2 separate regions of the Mus musculus genome follow, and region 2 is linked to region 1. The links are chromatin contacts, called in public Hi-C maps. All regions are on one chromosome and are shown on one strand. Each heading gives the region's core, a stretch centred on a gene start, on an enhancer-like site or on the middle of the called end of the contact. The rest is flanking DNA. Distances are from core to core; before and after follow the strand shown.

Region 1 (4,395 bases), core at 791-3,290:
GTCTCTAAGACCCAGAGAAAGGTTCATTTAACTTCCAATGCTCCCCCCCCCCCCACACACACACGGAAACCTCGAATGAAGGGACAGCAATTTGGAAGCAAGTCAAATGAAATACAGAGCGGAAACCCACTCACGTCTCTGCATGCTTAATGATCATTGACTTTTAAAATGGGTTTTGAAATAAAAAGCCTTCTGGAAGAAATGCAGATTTGAAGGGATTACTAGAAAGCACGGATCGAGTACCCTGCTGTCTGCATTAATTCCTCCATAGGTGGGAACTCTGCCGGCCTCCTGATTTCCTATGTTCGCGTATCTGCAGTCCAATTATTAGACGGCAAAAAGCCATAGAGGCCCCTGGATGGGCCTAGGAGCAGATTTTTCATAAACAGACCTGTTGGTTCACCCTTAGCTCATGAAGCCGCTGCTTAAGGAGACTGTGAGAAATACAGTCAGACAAGACAGGGCACTGGCAGCTTCCTGCTTCACATAACATGTTCATCCAAGCACACCCAACTGATGTGGGACACTTTCTGTTCTTTCTCTGACTTCACATCTTTACCAGATGGAGTGGATTAGACTCCCTGTTTCCTCAAAGCACAACTGGGCCAATGCTGGCTGGCTAGCAAGCTCTTGGAATTCACCTGTTTTCATCCCCACCTAATCCTGGGGTTGTAGGCACAGGCAGCCATGCCTGGAGTTTTACATGAGTGCTGGAGACTTGAACTCAGACTTTGCTTGCAAAACCAAAGATCTTATCCACGGAGCCACCTATCAGACTCCTATATATGGAGTCTCTGAGAGCTAGCCTGGTATGCTGGTGCACTCTGCAATTCTAGGACTGACAGGTTGGGGCAGGAGAATCTTGAGTTGGAGGCCAGTGAGACACTGTCTCAAAAAAACAAGGGCTGGGCCTGTGACTCAGTGGTAGAATATTTGCTTTGAAGTGTGCATCCAAGCCGATAGATTCTGCTGCTTCTGCCTTTCCCCCTCGTCTCCTCTTCTCTTGCCTTCTTCTCTTTTGACTCCTCTATGTGTATGTGTTTATTTTAGGATAGGCTTATTTTTTTCCCCAGTGAAGATCTTTGGCAGAAAATTGCATATAGTATTATATATAATTTCACCTAATACATAATTATATATAATTCTGTTAGCGACGTTACATAAGGAAGCAGAGTCTTGTTCGTCACTTCTTAGTGGGTAACATTGTGGAGATGCTACAACAGTTTCAGACTGAGATAAATTTGGCTCAATATTTGATCTTATTTTATTTACTTTTCTTAAATTTACTTATGTAGAGAACACAGGACAGATCAAGAAAAAAAGAATTGTGGAGGGGGGGGAGAGAAGGTGGAGGAGGAGGGGGGGGCTGAGAAAACTCAAGTTGAGAACAGAGAACAAGAGAACAATGTCAGGGAGATGAGAAGGGGCCAGAGAAGAACAGGGAACAGAGACCTGGTGATCACATGTGGCACAGGACCAGTGTGTGACGTATGCTCAGAGTTCAACAGAAAAAGAGAATGCTAGCTGGGCGGTGGTGGCGCACGTCTTTAATCCCAGCACTTGGGAGGCAGAGGCAAGTGGATTTCTGAGTTTGAGACCAGCCTGGTCTACAGAATGAGTTCAGGACAGCCAGGGCTACACAGAGAAACCCTGCCTCGAAAAACAAAAAACAAAAAGTGTGCTTTACAAGAGCTGGGGACCACTGACCCTACTAAGCAGGGTCTTGTTAGGAACTGGTAGCAAGGTATTAGAAACCCACTTCCAGTTCCTTCTACTTGGCAGTCTGACCTCTGCTCTCCAGAACCCGCCAGGACAGGATTGGGGGAAGGGAGAGTGTAAGACAGAGGGCTGCTGGTTTTATCCTGCAGTTTCAGCTGGGTCATTGGGTTGTTGCATCGGGGGTGGGGGTGGGGGGGACAGAGCTCAAAGCCTTAGTCACAGAATTTTGTTTTTCAGTTTTCTTTCTGTTGCTCAACGTGGCCAAAGCTCAGGTTCCAACCCTGGGGTAGATTGTAAGGTCACAGGGCAGAGCTGCAGTCCCTCCTCACTGAGTCAGCACAGCCAAGGCCACAGGAGTTGAGAGACACCATCAGGCAGGAACACACAGGTACACGTGTCACCTGCCAGTAGTCGGCCCTTTTCTCTTCTCTCGATCAGGTTAAAATTAGCCTTAGGCTTTCCTGACTTGGTATTGTTCAGAGTAAAGCAGAGAGGGATGGCAGACTGGGCCTCTTCTGTGCCCCTTGTTTTTGTCCCCTTGGAAGTGCAGGAAGCTGTTGTCTTATGCAGAGAGGCAGGAGCTATGGAGAACTAGAGAGGGACACCTCCATGGGCCCCATCGCCCAAGAGGCAGGAAGAGCAAGCAGCCACTTCTCCGGGACGTGAGGCTGTGTTATCTTTCTCTTTACCCTACAGTGTCTCCGGTCACTTCTTGGTGTGGGGCAACACCCCTGGGGAAAATGGTCACAGACGGTGGTGTCAGTGCCCACTTCTCACTGTTGTGTGGGTCTTGAGCCAACAGAAATGTCATTTGAGGGTCTCAAGGCAGGGCCGGATACAGCCAGCGTGCTGGGTGTGAGATTCTCAGAAATCTGTTCTCTTGAATAAACAAGTCGGTGTTGAGAACAAAGTCTGAAAGGAAATCATAAACTCGTTAGGTTTGTGTTAGGGCAGGGAGTCTCTGATCAGTGCTCCTCACAGTCCCTGGAGACACAGATGTTTACTGACAGCAAGGAGCCGGCTAGCTGTCTGGTCACTCCAATCCTCCTTGTTCTTGACTTTGTAGTAGTTCAAAGGCTGAGGTAGCAAAAGAATTCAACTCATCAAAACCTTTGCCCACTGTTTGAAGCTTCAGAGTACATAGCTTTCCCCAGTTCTCAAATGAAGAAAGGAAACAGAAAATCCACTGTTAGTGTAACAGACCCCCAAGTGAATTTTTAGTTTTTCTAAGTGAGAGTCAAGACAAACAACATACTCAAAATTTATATCGGTGGGAGGAATTTTCTGAACTGCCTTGCTTGCTTGCTGAAAAATGTAACTCAATCGGATCAGAAAGTGGAACATGCAGGCACACAAGCACACACACACACACACACACACACACACACACACACACACACACACACACACACACTCTCTTACTGCTTCGCTTTTAGATGCCTTACATCTCTGTTAACATTTTCTGGTTTCCTCACCTTCTCCAGCTGGGACAGGATATGTTATGCTGCTCCACATTGAGGAACTCCAAGGTTCTGCAAAGGCAGATGAGACCCAAGTCTTAGTGATCCATGGGGGACAGTACCCTGTATTGGGCACTGCTGCAATTCCAGGGCACATCACCCTTGGGCATGCATTTTCAGTGTGGCAAAAAAGACAGACATCATTTATAGGGCAACGGTCTGGCCAGCTACAGGCTGCCAAGAATCCAGCACCTTTCCCAGAAATAATACCATTCCGAAGAGGGAAGATAAGAATCCCCTCCCAGCGGAGTTAAGGAGAGATAACTGTGAGTGTACAGCACACAGCCAAAGGTCGCTCTGCCTGTGTGTGCATGTAACAGGAACCTCTCATGGGAGACACAGGGTGCTGGGGACCTGGTCAGTACCTGGGCACAGCAGACCCAGACCTGGGCACCAGCAAGGCCGGGCTACAGAGCACCCAGAACGAGAAGGCCACCAACTTATGGTCGTCAGTTGACATGGGTAAGACTTGAGGATGGTGCATCAAATATGACCTGTTTTACTTGCACCCAGTGTAGATGAGCTCATGTAGGAATACACACAGCTGCAGGATCACCTCTGCCCAAGGACCTAGAGCTCAGACAAGGAAAAATGCTCTGTCTCAAGGCTAGACAGGGCCCCAAACCTTGGCTTCTTCTGGAAAGGATGAGGAGGCTCCCATAGGTCTACAGAGAAAGGCTGAATATTCTTGAAGTGAATAGAATACAGGAAAAGGGTATCTCAGACAATGTCCAAAGGAGCTGTAGTAGGTGGCAGGTGGGGATGGTGTGGGGCAGTGCATGGGCCAAAGGATGAGAGTTGCAGGGAGCAAGGCAGGGAGACAGCATGGACCCAAGAAGGAGTTTGTATGTGGTGGCTTCCACTGTGTGAGTGTGTATGTACATGTGTGTGTCTGTCTGTCTGTCTGTGTATGAATGTGTGTAAGTGTGTATGTCTATGTGTGTGTATGGATGTGTGTTAGTATGTATGTCTATGTGTGTGTAGCTGTATATGTGTGTATGTGTGTGTCTGTGAATGAATGTGTGTTAGTGTGTATGTCTATGTGTGTGTGTGTATCTGTGTCTCTGTGTGTGTCTGTTCATGATTGTGTACTAGTGTGAAAGTCTATGGATGTATGTGTGTGTATCTGTGTTTGTGTGTCTGTCCGTGTCTGTAT
Region 2 (4,395 bases), core at 560-3,059, 110 kb before region 1:
AGGCTGCCCTCCACTCAGCTCCTGTTTTATTCTGAAGAGGTCAGTTCAGGAACTTTAGAAAATTCCTCTGGACCCCTCCCCTCCTGGAAGTGAAAGGTCATAAAGAACATAGGCACCCCTCCCTCTGCAAGGGAGGGACTAGTTACCTTACTCAGACCACAGGGAGGAGGGACTGACCACTGGCCACCTGTGGGTAGGGGTAGACACATTCCATGACTGTTGGCCACCCACTTCATTCCCTATAGACCAATCAGTTTAAAAGTCACACTGTTCTGCCAATCACATTGTGCCTAATGGCTGCTGCCTGGAGAACTGTATAAAGGCTGGCCAGACAGGCTGTGCATGGTCATTCTCTCTCTCCATGTGCAGGGTGACCCCAACATGTTGGAACAATAAATTCCTCTTGCTTTTAGCATCCATTCCAGGTTCTGAGTCGTTCACTCAGTGAGTCCCCAGTAAGCTAAGGCTCACCAGAGACTTACAATATAACCCAGATCCCCTGCCCAGGGAACGGTCCTGCCCACGGTGAAGATGGGTTCTCCCACATCAGTGGGCATGGGCGAAGGGAATCTCCCACAGGTATGCTCAGAGGCCCATCCTTGGATGATGATAGATTTTGCCAAGCTGATAGTTAACAGTCGCTATCATACACAGCCACTCAGCAGGCTAGCTAAAGCCTTAAGTTCAGCGAAGAGCCATCACAACCTACAGTCTACACAGGCAGTGAAACTGGCGTGACTCACTGCTTGCTTTGACCTGCACCCGTGATCTGAGCAGGCAGTGGAGGTTCACTGTCAGAGGGAAGATGTGGAGAAAATGAACCAGGTAGTGGCCTCAGCTACCCAATTCCCTTTCTTCTGTAACAAGGTTCCCTCGGTGTGGTTCCTATGTACATCTTTTCTTTTGGGAGGGAGGGAGGGAGGGAGGGAGGGGGTGTCATTTTCAAAATGAAGTCTGAGTAGGAGCTCAGTGCCTTGCACATTCAAGGTAGGCGCTCTGCCAGTGTGCCAGACACCCCAGTCCCCTTTCACTCACTTTTCAACAGAGGAATGTATCTGTCTGTCTGTCTGTATGTATGTCAGTTTGTCTTTTTCTTTCCTTTTTTTCTCTCCTCCTCCCTCCTTCCCTCCCTCTTCTCCTCCCTCCTTCCCTCTCTTCTCCCCTCCCTCCTCCCCTTCTCCTTCTTCCATCCCCCTCCCCTCCCTTTCGCCTCCACTCCACCCCTCTTCCTCCCCCTCCCTCTCTGCCTTCTCCCTCCCTTCTCCCTCCCTCCTTCCCCATCCTACTTCCCCTCCCTCCCCCTCCTCCCTCCCCCTTTCCTTTCTTCATTGTTGGGATTCTGTGCACACACTCCTAATCTTTCCTCCCACTCTTATCTCACAGTATTACTAAGTCACCTTCCTTAGCTGGGTCTTAATATATCACCACAGTGACTCCTACAGTAAAAGGAACAATCCCTTTGAACCCTAAGACAGGTGAATGACCTTTTGAAATACACACACACACACACACACACACACACAGTGGTGCAATGCAGCCAGGTACACCAAGTGATTGACAGCTGAATAAAAAGTGCTTTTCTCAATTGAGGTCCACCTGCCAGAGCAAGGCTGGCAGCGGGAAAATTCTTGCACATTCCCCTGAGTGTCTGTCATCGCTAATATTGAGGCTGTGTGTATGGGTGAGTAGTCACTGCTGTGATATTTAAAGAGCCTTGTTCTTTTATTTTTTTTTCCTTCCTGGAATAGAGAACCAAGAGAACAGAGTTTTACAGACTGAAAACGAGAAACAAACAGAACAGCGCCTCATTCTTCAGAGTAAACAGAGCAAAGGCCAGCGGTGGCAGATGCAGCCAAGAGCTGGCTCTGTGCAGACAAAGAGCAGATTATGAAAACAAAACTCTATCCGCTGAAATCATTGCCTTTAATTACCGACCCAGGAGCTTCGTTTAATGCTTCCCTTTTACACAGACGTTTGGAGCAAATGATGCTCAGAAGCAGGAGTCAGAAAACAAGATTGTTCCATGGACTGAGTAGGGGGAAGCTGGAGGTGACACAGATGTGTCCCCCCTTCTCTTGGTCTGCTTGGATGACTCTTCCTTTAAAGTCCTGCAGAGACCCCTCCTCTACATCAATATTTGCTCATTTCTTCCGTAGATTTAAAAATCTACACGGTCATCTTATTGCCACCAATGCACAGGACACCGACTTCAGCTCCTTCTCTTATACTGATACTGGGGACACGAAGTGGGTTCTGCCCAGGTCTCAAGTTTGGAAGATCAAATAGCAACAGTACACATTGCCTCTGTGGCCGTTGTGGCCTCTGTTCTGCTTTTTAGCCACAGTTCCGGACACACCACAGCTCAGAAAACTCCCCTTGGGGTGGGGTGCTCCGTCTGTCTCCTCTCCTCCCACAGCCTGAGCGAGCATACTGTGTGAATGACTAAGTTGTGAATGACTGATGGACCGATGTAGAAATGGGCCCAAATGGCTGCACTTGGGTTTTAAAAGAGATAGCAAAATTCTGTCCTCTAGCCGACCAGCAGAGAGAGAACAGGTCATCTGTGAGATGGTGCCAAAGAAACACTTGCAGCCCTGTGCCAGCACTAGCCTTCCCCTGGCTCACTGATGCCTGAGAACTGAGAGATCCTTCCTGGACTGTTGGACTATGCGAGGCTAACTCTGAGGAGGGGACTTTGTGTCTAACAAGCTGTGAGGTACTATTAAAGATGGAGTAAGATCCCCAGGGCCGCTGCTTGTCTTTTCCTGGGATCACTGGCCCTTCGAAACCCTGGGACACGTCTCCTTTCATGGGTTTGTAAACAGAATCCAGCACAGATTTCAGGTGTTGAGCTACCATAGATGGTACCAAATTCCTTGAACTCTAAAGATACATTCTTGCTTTGGACTCCACCCCAAGTTTTTGTAAATGTGATACAACGCACTGGGTGGTTTCTAAGAAGAGGTAATGTCCCTCTCTGTAGGTAAAAGTTAATGGAGAGTTGCTAAGTTACATTTGATGCTGTGTTTGAAATACTAGTTACCGTTTCTAAGAATAAGACTAACCTTGGATGCAGTCTTTGGCAGTGGCGGTTAACACTGTGATTGGATCTCCACCGCAGTGGTCATGGTTCTCTGTCTCCCCTCCCCTCCCCTCCCCTCCCCTCCCCTCCCCTCTCCCTCCCCTCCCCTCCCCTCCCCTCTCCTCTCTCTTCTCTCTTTTCTCTCTCATCCTCACTGAGATTTTCTCTCCCTTCTCTCCTCTCAATGCCTTCTCCACCTCCCCTCTGCCTCCCCCCACCATTCACCCCTAATGACTACAGACAATGACTACTAATGTGTGTGGTTATATGTATGTGACATGACTTGTGGTACTTTGTGAGTGTGTACACTGCACACCCATGCACGCCCACTGACATCTCATTTCTTTAGACACGTGTTTCTTTTCATCTCAATAAAATATTTGTCTTAAAAAACTGCATACTTGACATGGTTAGGGGGCTGATTCCAGAGATTTCTCGCTGGGAAGACAGACAATTAAGCATCTCTCCGGCCCACAGCGCTGTTTGCTGCCTTCTGCCTTCTCAAGGCCGACTCCTTAAACTGTGTGTCGTGAGTCAAACATGGATGGAAACAGGACACTTGCAAGCAGGAACAAAGCAAAAAGCCTTGGACAAGCAGCACCCAGACATTAATTCACAATTATCCATGTAATGAATCTGAGGTGACTGAAGCCTTGGATCTAAGGACCATACGTGTATCCATGTGTAGCACGTGACATCACACCATACAAGGCCAACAAATGCTCCCGAAATACATCAGCTCAGATTCAAGTCTACTCCATGCTGTGAGCTGCATGTTTTGACTGTGTTTTTAAAGGAACATAAAGTTTTAATTATGGGAAACGAATACTTTTCATATTTCCCTACTGTCATATAAGTATTGGGTTAGTACCATCTCTGGATTGGATTGGATTAGAATGTCTGATTGTTTAAAAATCGCTGTTTGTGCCATTAGCTTGAGTTTCATGAAGAAATTGTTCAGTGAATTTTGACGTGAGATTAGGACAGAATTTCTAATAATTGTTAAGTGGTCCCTCCCTTTTTATACTACACATTTATGAGACTAGTGTCCGGAGTACTGCCGTCTGTGAAAGCAAACTATGCATGAACTCAGAAAAACCTTCAAGATGCTCTAAGTGTCTGGGTGTAGTGATCACAGCTTTAATCCCGGCACTTGGGAGAGTGAGGCGACAGGACCTCTATGAGTTGGAGGCCAGCCTGGTCTATGTAGCAAGTTCCAAGCCATACAGGGCTACGTAGTGAGACCCTGTCAAATAGTCAGCTGGGTTTTAATTTTTTATGTAAAAATAAATGGGCAAATCCATCTCATTAAT

Evidence for each region. A called contact is a pair of places that touch in the nucleus more often than the background predicts.
Region 2: a Hi-C map of liver shows a contact between it and region 1, with 2.8 times the contacts expected there. The contact joins two enhancer-like sites. A contact is called at or near these places in 4 of 484 Hi-C or Micro-C datasets (embryonic stem cells, liver and nephron progenitors) and 5 of 115 datasets of contacts at active chromatin or transcription factors (double positive thymocytes, embryonic stem cells, extraembryonic endoderm stem cells and 2 more).

What each region holds. Positions count from the first base shown.
Region 1 is chr8:10,852,381-10,856,775 of GRCm38.p6, reverse strand. It overlaps Gm39130 (a long non-coding RNA gene), which reads right to left. Exons shown (of 3, transcript XR_870135.2): 2 at 3,195-3,251; 3 at 1,629-2,631. Gm32540 (a long non-coding RNA gene) reads left to right here. Exons shown (of 3, transcript XR_870139.3): 3 at 1-1,056. Among named protein-coding and RNA genes, the nearest start is that of Gm39130, 4.4 kb to the right of the region's middle. Within about 2 kb of position 2,040, at least 36 of the 459 cell types and tissues checked have an H3K27ac peak or open chromatin away from gene starts, as enhancers often do. A contact at or near this core is called in liver, where this site is marked.
Region 2 is chr8:10,962,910-10,967,304 of GRCm38.p6, reverse strand. No RefSeq gene overlaps it. Among named protein-coding and RNA genes, the nearest start is that of 3930402G23Rik, 37 kb to the right of the region's middle. Within about 2 kb of position 1,809, at least 111 of the 459 cell types and tissues checked have an H3K27ac peak or open chromatin away from gene starts, as enhancers often do. A contact at or near this core is called in liver, where this site is marked.